Regions from separate parts of the Mus musculus genome. Here regions 1 and 3 are each linked to region 2. A link is a contact called in public HiChIP or PLAC-seq and promoter capture Hi-C data. All regions are on one chromosome and are shown on one strand. Each heading gives the region's core, a stretch centred on a gene start, on an enhancer-like site or on the middle of the called end of the contact. The rest is flanking DNA. Distances are from core to core; before and after follow the strand shown. Region 1 overlaps Nfkb1 (nuclear factor of kappa light polypeptide gene enhancer in B cells 1, p105). Region 2 holds the start of Manba (mannosidase, beta A, lysosomal). Region 3 holds the start of Nfkb1 (nuclear factor of kappa light polypeptide gene enhancer in B cells 1, p105).

Region 1 (2,954 bases), core at 400-2,899, 190 kb after region 2:
ACGAGCTGGGTGTAGTGGCACACGCCTTTAATCTCAGCATTTGGGAGGCAGAGGCAAGTAGATGTCTTTGTGGTAGAGGTTAGCCTGGTCTACATGGTGAGTTCCAGGGCTACACAGTAAGATTCTTGTCTTAAAACAAAATGAAACAAACAAAACAAAACTCTCTAAGCAGCTGCAACTAAACATATTTATTCAGACAAAAAAGTTAAAACAGGGGAATTTTGACTTGATGCAGTAAAGGGGTATGACATCATTGAAAATACCAGGGTTCTGCCACTGTCTGGTATGTGACTTTGGATACTAATTAATTTCCACAAACAATGTTTTACACTATCCTTATGACTCTAGGTTTTCCATTAACCTGGGTGATGATATTCTTTCCTAACAATCCAAAGACAATCTTCTAAGGTGGAGGTGACATTATTGCCTTATTAAACTGTCCAAACCCACTTAGTACCTTTATGTCATTGATTCTGTGTGTACCTGAACAAGGATGGCACCAACAGACAGGCAATGTGAAAGGGAGATTGCTCAGGAGGTCTCAACCCTAGACTAAGAACTACAGGCACATAGGGAAAGCTGAGAGCATGAGAAATTGTGTTTCCCAAAAATGTACACTGATTGGTTACTCAATGCCAATGGAAACATTCATACAAGTAACATTAGATGGATGGAGCAGATTGATTTTTTTTTTTTTTGTACTTAGAAAAAGATACATCAATTAAAGAAAAAGAGGTCATGAAGTTTTGAGAGAGAGGTACATGAAAGAACTTGGAGGCAGGGGAAGGGGAAATGATATAATATATTATCATCTTAAAAATCATTCTTTAAAATTGGATGATTTGTAGAAGTTTGAGTGGGGGAATTTAACATAAAGAAGTCTCACTCCAACTTGGAAGATTCAACTCCAACCGCACTTCACAGACGTAAGGGTATCCTCCTGGTCCATTCCCTACATGAGGCCCTAATGAAGACGGCTCCACTTTAAATGTCTGACAAACGACCATACTGGGCACCTTGTCATCATGGCACCCTCTCCTACGGTTTCTAGATTATATGTGGCTAAAAACTTAACTCCGTCAGGTACTACAGAAGCTCAAGGAACACTCGGGTGCCTTAGAATCTTGACGCATAAAGCCTTGGCCATTACTGAGGCGTTGAAAGGTAAGTGCAGCTCTAGCATGATATAAATGCTAATTTCTAATTTTAAATTAAATGTCAAAAGAAAGAAACCGAGAGTCACTTGGAAAGGATGAATCACTGAGTAATATTTGCATTGATTGCAAAAGCAAGTTTATACCTAAAATGTTGAAATATCGACTAAGCTTTGGAGCTGGGGATGAGAAAGCAGTGGGAAAGTCCCTTATGTACCCCTGCTTTCTCAGCCTTGCCCCCACTTTCCTTTTGTGCTTTTGAGGAAGGACCTTGAGACACAAAGGGAGACACAAGCCTGGGTCTCATTTATGCATTTGTCTACCCCAACCAGGAATCTTTAGGAATCTTCTCACCACATAAGGAGACGCAGAAAATGTAGCTAGGTCTCAGCAAATATCCGGGGAGTTGTGGTTTTCATACAAAGCACAATGTAACAAAACCAGCCAAGTCCTGAGTATGTGACATATTCTATGAATGCTGAACGAACTGTTTCCTGCATTCCTGTGGCAATCTTCCTAGTAACTCAATCTGACACAGGGGCATCTTGGTGAAGCAGCTGGACTGAGTGGAGAAATTCTAAAGGCATGGCTGTATGCCATCAAGGACAAAGTCAGGAGAATTCCTGTCAGTAACTATATAGCATCTAGGTTCAGAGATATAGGCAGCCGAGGCCTGACTCACTGTAAGCACCACCAACAACAACACCACCAACACCAACAACTCTTTCTGTTCTGTTCGATTTCTTTGGGGGAAAAGGCTCTCTAAATTTCCAAACCCATTAAAATACCATAATCCAAAGAGAACCACAATGCGCACTATGAAAAGTAGGCGGTCAGACACCAGCTAGAAGGTGCACTTGGAAATCAGGGAGGGGGTGGGGTGGCAGGGTGGTTTAAAATTCTAGTAACCATAACAGGTGTCACTTAGGTGTCATTTAATGTACTGTTTTGTTTAGCAATGGGGCAAAGATACTGGGAAAAGAGACTTTTCACAACATTTTTTGTTTTGTATCTTGCACGCACAATAAATTGCTAAAGATTAAATTATAAAATGTTAAAGTTTCTTTTCCATAGAGAATTTTTTGAAGAAAACATAATGTAAGGGCTATGGCCACATAAAGTGTATACCATGTAAAATATTCAGAGGGCGTAAATTCTGCAAGTCGATTTTCAGGAGTTTGTGATGTGCTCTGATCTAACTGTTTGCATTCTTGTTCTACAACTGTAAGTTAAATATTATGGAATTGCTATAACAATGGGGAGATTTGTACAGTGACATGGAAATTTATCTAATACACATTAGACATGTATTAGAATAAAAAGGGGGCTGAATCTAAATTTAAATCATTGAACCTAAAATGCCCTGACAGTGTTAAATAAAATATGAAGTATGAATTCGTCAACACTCCTAATTATTCCTGACTGCTCTTCAGAAGCGTCCCCCTTTCTGTGTGTCCTCCTGTCTGACAGTATGTCACACTAATGATAAAGGCTGGCAATGGACTTTTTTTTTTTCAGTAATGCTGATTTCTAAAAGCTTTCTTTTAAAAATAAATCAATGTTTCTGTGCATGCTACCACACTGAGATTTACAGAACCTGGTTTCCCACTTCTTTTATTTTCAATATTATTTCACCAGGAGCATCGTGACAATGACCTAGAACAATACATGCACGCACTGCAAATGCAAATCTGAGAGCTGACGAAGAAACCCATTCATGATGGAGTGTCAGCCTAATGGGCTGGCAGACCCATGGGAAACACTCAGCTAGCTAATCCATGCGAAGCTTATTAGTGAGTG
Region 2 (3,256 bases), core at 17-2,516:
CTTTGTCCTCTGGGTACTGCTGTCCTTTCTGAAGCGTCTCTCAATGTCCTTGCTTAAGCTGTAGTAGATATATATATATATATATATTCCGAGTTTTGCTTCATGAGAAGAACCCAGGGGCCAATGAGATAGAGCAGCCGTTAAGGGGGAATGTCTCTAAGCCTGACACCCTAAGTTCTAGCCCTGGGACTCCTCACAAGCTGTCTGCTGACTTCCACACGCTCGCTGTGGCAGGAACCCCCATTCAACTCCTCCATGAAATTAGTAAGTAAAATGTGGGGTGTTTTGTTTATTTAAAAGAAGATGAAGAACCCAGCCTGCGTCTCCGTCTCTGAAATTAGTGTCTGCATTGTTTTGTTTTGTTTTTTTCGAGACAGGGTTTCTCTGTGTAGACCTGGCTGTCCTGAAACTCACTTTGTAGACCAGGCTGGCCTCGAACTCAGAAATCCGCCTGCCTCTGCCTCCCAAGTGCTGGGCTTAAAGGCGTATGCCACCACGGCCCGGCTAAGCGTCTGCATTCTTTTTTTTTTTTTTTTTTTTTTTGACAGGGTTTCTCTGTGTAGCCCTGGCTATCCTGGAACTCACTTTGTTCGAGGAGGCTGGCCTCGAACTCAAAAATACGCCTGCCTCTGCCTCCCAAGTGCTGGGATTAGAGGCGTGCGCCAGCACGCTTGGCATCTGCATTCTTTTAAATTCAGGGAATGGGAATTCTGTTGCTTGTTCAGTCCCACAACTCAACAGTGAAGGAGGGAATTTCAGACTCACCTGTAACACTAACGCAGTTTCATAGGAACCTCAGAAGCAGCTCCATGATGTAGCCACCACTAACAGGGAGCACATGGCGCCTCTCAGTCAACAGTTGAAGCAACCCTACGAGTTTATAGTTAGCACTGTTTAGTCCCAGCAGGTCGCGTATTGAGGGAGCGTTCAGCCTGACAAATCCTGGGGCCGGGGGACCATGTACAATCTGCTGGTCAGGCGTGGTAGGAGCTGTCCCCGGGCAGAGCCTGCGTACTATTGTGGACGCGCACCTGTCGTCTCCCAAATGGTCAGACTCTGCTTTCCAGACTTTTCTGTCGCTTTTCATCATTCGGATGAGCGCCCCACTTACAGGATCGAGCTGGAGCGAGAAGCCCAGCTCACAGGTCGCAGAGACCCTGGCCCTGGGCGGTGCTTGTACCCGCGTGGCGGGTCCCGGCTTCAGTTCCTCCCTGCAGGGCTGCGGGAAGCGCTCAGCTGACCTGGGGGCGGGTCCGTGCTCGGGGCGGGGACACAGCGTCCAGGCCTTGGCAAGGCTTGGGCGACACTGCCGGGTTCCTGCTTGCGAGCGGTCAGCATGCATCTTCACCTGCTCTTGATATTGGCGCTATTTCGGGCCGGCTGCGTGGTGGCAGGTCCTAGCTACAGCCTGAGCGGGAGCTGGCGGGTGAGCAACGGGAATGGCTCCCTGGAGCTACCGGCGACTGTCCCCGGCTATGTGCACAGCGCCCTGCACCAGCACGGGCTGATCCAGGTAGGACGCACAGTCACCCCCCACACCCCCCATGCGGGTCCAGGTCAGTAGGTGCAGCTGTGGGCAGTTGGGGGAATGGCCTGGGAGTTCAGGCCAGTTGTGGACACTGACCCTCCCTCGCTGGGTCTTCAGTGACCTTGGAAGGCGGAAGTTGTGTATATGAAACAAACGGTATGTCTGCTGTCTACTTATTGTGGTGATTCTCTGCTCAAGCATTTCCTAAGAGGACTTACCTTTCTCCCTCCGGACAGGGTTACTGTTGCAATCATCTGGATGCTTGTAGCTTTTAGTTAATCAAAGTTCGCCGACCCTAGGATGTCCGGGTTTTCTTTTTCTGCTTTGAAGCCTCGTGCGTCAGGTTTGAAATAAACACAAGGGATTGGGGAGAGCACTAGTAAAGTTTGGTTGTTGATGCTAATGAGGAGCCTAAATATTTGGGAGGGGAGTGTGTGCAAGTGTGTGTGTGGTGTGTGTGTGTGTGTGTGTGTGTGTGTGTGAGAGAGAGAGAGAGAGAGAGAGAGAGAGAGACCCAGAACCATGAGTATACTAAGCACACATTGTACCACCACCGAACTACACCCCAATCCTAAAGCCTGAATACCGTGCTGACATTTTTTTTTTAAATGAGAGTCTGTCATCCAACAGTGTGGTAGGTTTCTTTATGATAGTTTCATGTGAGTGCACCATGTTCTCTGCCCATATTCACTTTTTACTGGGTCTTGCCACCACGTGATCCCTCCCTCGTTCAAGGAGTTTCTTTCCATTATGGTGTCCTATATACGTACACTTATGAATACATATATTTACATCTAGAGTCAACATGAGTAAAAACATGCCATATCTTGTTTTCATTCTCATTTGTCTTATGTTGTTGTTTTGTTACCAATTTTTATTGTCTTCATTATCCTTACCTTCTTTTTTTTTTCTGGCTTTTGAGACAGGATCCCATGTAGTTCAGGCTGACCTTGAATTCCCAATGTAACTGAGGACCACCTGAACTCCTGATCCTCCTGCCTCCTCCTCCCATGTGCTGGAGATATAAGTGTTTACCATCATGCACAGCCTAATTACATCATTTTTCCTATGGAAAATGTGTGTGTGTGTGTGTGTGTGTGTGTGTGTGTGTGTGTGTGTGTGTGATTTTCTTTAACCATTTGTCTGTTAGTGGGCATCTGGGCTGATTCCATCACTTGGCTATCATGCCGCAACCAAATGGCTACACAGATATTTCTGCACTATGCTGTCCTAGGATCCTTCAGGTATCGGAAGGAGTGGTGCAGCTGTTATGGGGGAGGGGGGGGCTTATTCCTAGTGGTTCTTTTTATTGCTATTGTTTTTGAGACAGAGTTGTTTTTGTTTTGTATTCTTTGTTAATTTGCCTTGTTTGCTTTTTTTTTTTTCAAGACAGGGTTTCTCTGTGTAGCCCTGGCAGGCTGGCTTCAAACTTCACAAGTTTCTGCCTTCCGAGTGCTAGGATTAAAGGCTTGAGCTACTAATACAGGTTGAGTGTCACCATTTTTAATGGTTTGAGGAACATCCATGCTGAACTACATAGTAAGCCTGCATAATTGTGTGTGTGTGTGTGTGTGTGTGTGTGTGTGTGTGTGTGTGTGATCCAGAGGTTGGTGTTGACTGTCATCAGTCATATTTACCTTATTTATTGAGTCCGGGACTTTCACTGAACCCCAAGCTCAGTGAATGCCTAGACGAGTTAGCCACAGTCTCCACTCTCCCATTGCCAGG
Region 3 (3,023 bases), core at 347-2,846, 210 kb after region 2:
GCAAGGACCTTACTTTAATCAAGTTTCTCTTTTTAAGGTCTGACGAACATTAATGCATTTTTTTTTTGCCACCCAAGAACAATCAGCTGAAGAGTCCTCTAGAAAGCCACCCAACTCTATCACCATCTCCATCTTTAGTACTAACCACCAGTCTGAGCCCCAGTATTTGATGCCATAGCCATCAAATGTTAATAAACACCACAAGTTGTTCTCAGCCCTAAAACAACAAAAATTTTAGTTAAATATGCTTACTTAGAAAGCTGCAGTGTTGGCCTTTACTTTTAAAAGTTCATTAAAAAAACAAAACAGATTAAATCTAGATGATGAAATCTTTTTATCATTTGTCCCACTTAAGTTTTAGACTCGACCCATAAACAGAGCCAAGATTGGTGTCTGTCTCAGAAGACCGAAGGAAGCCTACATGTAGCAGAGGCGTCATGTTTGTATCGTTTTCTGTTTTGGAGGTCAGGCACAAAACATGGTGCCATTATCCTAGAGTTTCCCCGTAATCAAAAGTCTGAAAGGTGCTATTAGTAGGTAATTTCTCTCTCAAATGCCAGCCCTGGAGAATCGGTGTGAGGCCCTCCTTATTATTTTGAAAATCAAAGTTGAGATTTGGCAGCTGAATGCATGATATGTGTGTGTATGGGGAGGGGGGGGTGTCTATCTCAGATTGGTAAGTGGGCCCCAGGTTCTCCCGAGGGACTGATTCTTAGGAGCTGGGAAGGGCTTTGCCAGCCAGGAGGACTGACAGGCACTTCTGCTTTCATTTCACTGACCGCCCTTTGGTGAAATCTGGCTGTGCACTGCACCAAGCACCTTTCTATCTGTCCTAGGCCGGTGGCGGACCTCAGCCTGGCCGCCACCACCCCACCCCAACCCCGCCGCAGGGGCTTGGGTACATCTTTCTAAAACTTTGCAAGAGTTCCTCTCCGCTTCCCGTTCCCGCCCGCGGAGACGCCGAGGGCCCCGCCAGCCGGCCCGCAAGGCCTCGGGGCCGCCCAGTGCGGATGTGCCCTTTCCCCGCAGCCGGGGCCGCTCGATCCGCGACTCCTGCTTGGGGCTCTCCCCTAGTCCCCCCCCGAACCCCGGGAGCTTCGAGCCAGTGGGACCCGCTGCACCGTGGTGCGGAGAGCTGGCGGCTCCGTTCCTCTACCTGCCCCGGGGCTTACCCTGGAGATGCGGCGCGGCCTCTCCTCGCCTGCGGGCTCCCGCTGCGGAGCGGCGCGGACCGGCGGGAGCCCGAGCCGGGTCGGGGCGCGGGCGGGCGGGCGGGCGGCTCAGCGGCGCGCCATGGCTGCGGCGCGGGCGGAGAAGCGCGGGGCGGGCCGGGCGCGGCGGGGCCCTGAGCTCCGGCCTGCGCTGCTAGAGCCGGCCCGCGAGCAGGCCGAGGGCGGCGGCGGCGGCGGCGGCGGCGGCAGGCCGGGGGCGCGCAGGGCACGGGAAGCCGTCAGCGCGCAGCCGGGCTGCTCGGGTGGCGAAACCTCCTCTTCCTGCCCGGCTCGCCTCGGTACTTCTCTCTCGTCCTCTCTCGCTCACTCTCTCACTTCCTGGCTGGAAATTCCCACTGACGTCGAGAGAGAGCAGACAGACGGACGGACCCACGCGCGCGCGCACAGCGGGGGCGGGAGGTGGGGTCGCCTCCGGGGGTGGGGGAAGCCCGCGCGCCCCGACCCGGCGCCCCGAACCCCAAGCCCCGCGGCGGCCGCGACGCCCCCGGGAGGCGCCCGCAGCCCAAGGGCAGGCCCGGACAGCTGGAGGCCACGGGAGACCGGCCTGGTCCCCACGCGCTGGGCACAAAAGTCAATCTCATCTGCTTGTTCCCTCCTCTGGGGGTCTCGGCTACACTCAGATCGCTCCATAGAGCGGACAGGAATTTCGAGATCGTAGCTGAGGTTCTCTCCAGAGAACCATGAATTTATATTGGGTCTGGATGAAGTCTTCAATCCGCTCGATTATTTCAGCCACAGCGCATTGTCCGGCCTGTGTGATCATCGCTGTGGATGGAATTAGAGCGACAGTGAGACCCGCAGTGTTGGTTCACAGCTCATAAATCCTTATCCGGCTCAAGGGAGGTTATTTTTCTGGAGAGGCCTCCCACTGATGACCGTTTGCGAGCATTTGAGCGTCTTTATTCTTTGGGCAAAGTGCCTCCATGGGCCAGGAATGACAGCCTGGGGCTAGGTAGCTCCCAAGTGAGTTTTGACTTAAACCTATTTTAGAGTTCGGGGGTCTCACTACTGAGTTCAAGTGGAAATACAACTTTGAAAGGCCAGGGATCAATCAGGTAGTGAGCATGCAGTTTTATTTTGGTACTTAACCCTCCGCTCAGCGTTCCACTTATGAAGTTATAAAAAACCCTCTCAGTGGGATGTTGTTGAGGGAAACACAGGTGCCCCCCCCCACACTGTATATTAGAGAGTCTTTAAGTGACCTTAAAGAGCCCTGTAATCAACCTTAAAGCTATATCATTAAATTGTAGAGACCGTTTTGCCATCTAGAGTTCAGAGGCTTCCTATAGATGGAAGACAACGATGGTTGTTATTATTTATGGGACATTAGAAATTGTAACCTACGGGCCTGGGAAATGACTCAACAGAGTGGTCGTTGGGATCTTTAGCATTCCTGCAGGTGGGGGTATCTGTAACCTCAGCGGACAGTTGGACCTGGAACTCATTGGATAACTAACAAAGCCAAGCGCTGAGTGACAGAAAGTGACAAACACAGACCTCTGTGAGAGAGAGTGGGGGTGGGGGGGACAGAGGGAGGGGGAGGGGGAGAGGGCAAGAACTGTGTCCTTGTTACTATTTAGCACATTGCTATATAGTATATAAAATGATTCTTTTCCCTGATGATATAAATACAAAGCCTGAAAGCTCTGGTGAAACAACAAAGTATAAAGTGTTTGTCTTTCCTCTGAGGACTAGGTGGGATGGGGAAAACTCTACAGTCTGCAAGGTGGGGCAGTCCCATTGTCAAAGGCACATAAATAAGACTGTTACAAAGGTAGAGGCAATGGGATA

Evidence for each region. HiChIP or PLAC-seq counts read pairs in DNA pulled down with a chosen protein or histone mark. Capture Hi-C pulls out chosen DNA fragments and counts their contacts.
Region 1: an HNF4G HiChIP or PLAC-seq map of pancreatic cancer cells shows a contact between it and region 2. The contact joins the enhancer-like site here to the promoter of Manba in region 2. A contact is called at or near these places in 3 of 39 promoter capture datasets (the C10 cell line, maxillary cranial neural crest and neutrophils), 1 of 484 Hi-C or Micro-C datasets (muscle stem cells), 4 of 115 datasets of contacts at active chromatin or transcription factors (bone marrow-derived macrophages, embryonic stem cells, memory CD8 T cells and 1 more) and 3 of 9 other capture datasets (adipose tissue, liver and pancreatic islet).
Region 3: a contact with region 2 is called in a promoter capture Hi-C map of liver. The contact joins the promoter of Nfkb1 here to the promoter of Manba in region 2. A contact is called at or near these places in 7 of 39 promoter capture datasets (the C10 cell line, the HPC-7 cell line, embryonic stem cells and 3 more), 8 of 115 datasets of contacts at active chromatin or transcription factors (bone marrow-derived dendritic cells, bone marrow-derived macrophages, craniofacial prominence and 5 more) and 2 of 9 other capture datasets (adipose tissue and liver).

The regions. Positions count from the first base shown.
Region 1 is chr3:135,669,417-135,672,370 of GRCm38.p6, forward strand. The region is part of intron 1 of Nfkb1 (nuclear factor of kappa light polypeptide gene enhancer in B cells 1, p105); the gene reads right to left. Among named protein-coding and RNA genes, the nearest start is that of Nfkb1, 21 kb to the right of the region's middle. Within about 2 kb of position 1,650, at least 76 of the 459 cell types and tissues checked have an H3K27ac peak or open chromatin away from gene starts, as enhancers often do. A contact at or near this core is called in pancreatic cancer cells, where this site is marked.
Region 2 is chr3:135,484,345-135,487,600 of GRCm38.p6, forward strand. It overlaps Manba (mannosidase, beta A, lysosomal), which reads left to right and starts at 1,267. Exons shown (of 17, transcript NM_027288.3): 1 at 1,267-1,513. The coding sequence starts at 1,337. Gm30992 (a long non-coding RNA gene) reads right to left here and starts at 1,257. Exons shown (of 3, transcript XR_376111.4): 1 at 766-1,257.
Region 3 is chr3:135,689,951-135,692,973 of GRCm38.p6, forward strand. Nfkb1 (nuclear factor of kappa light polypeptide gene enhancer in B cells 1, p105) reads right to left here and starts at 1,597. Exons shown (of 25, transcript NM_008689.2): 1 at 1,173-1,597.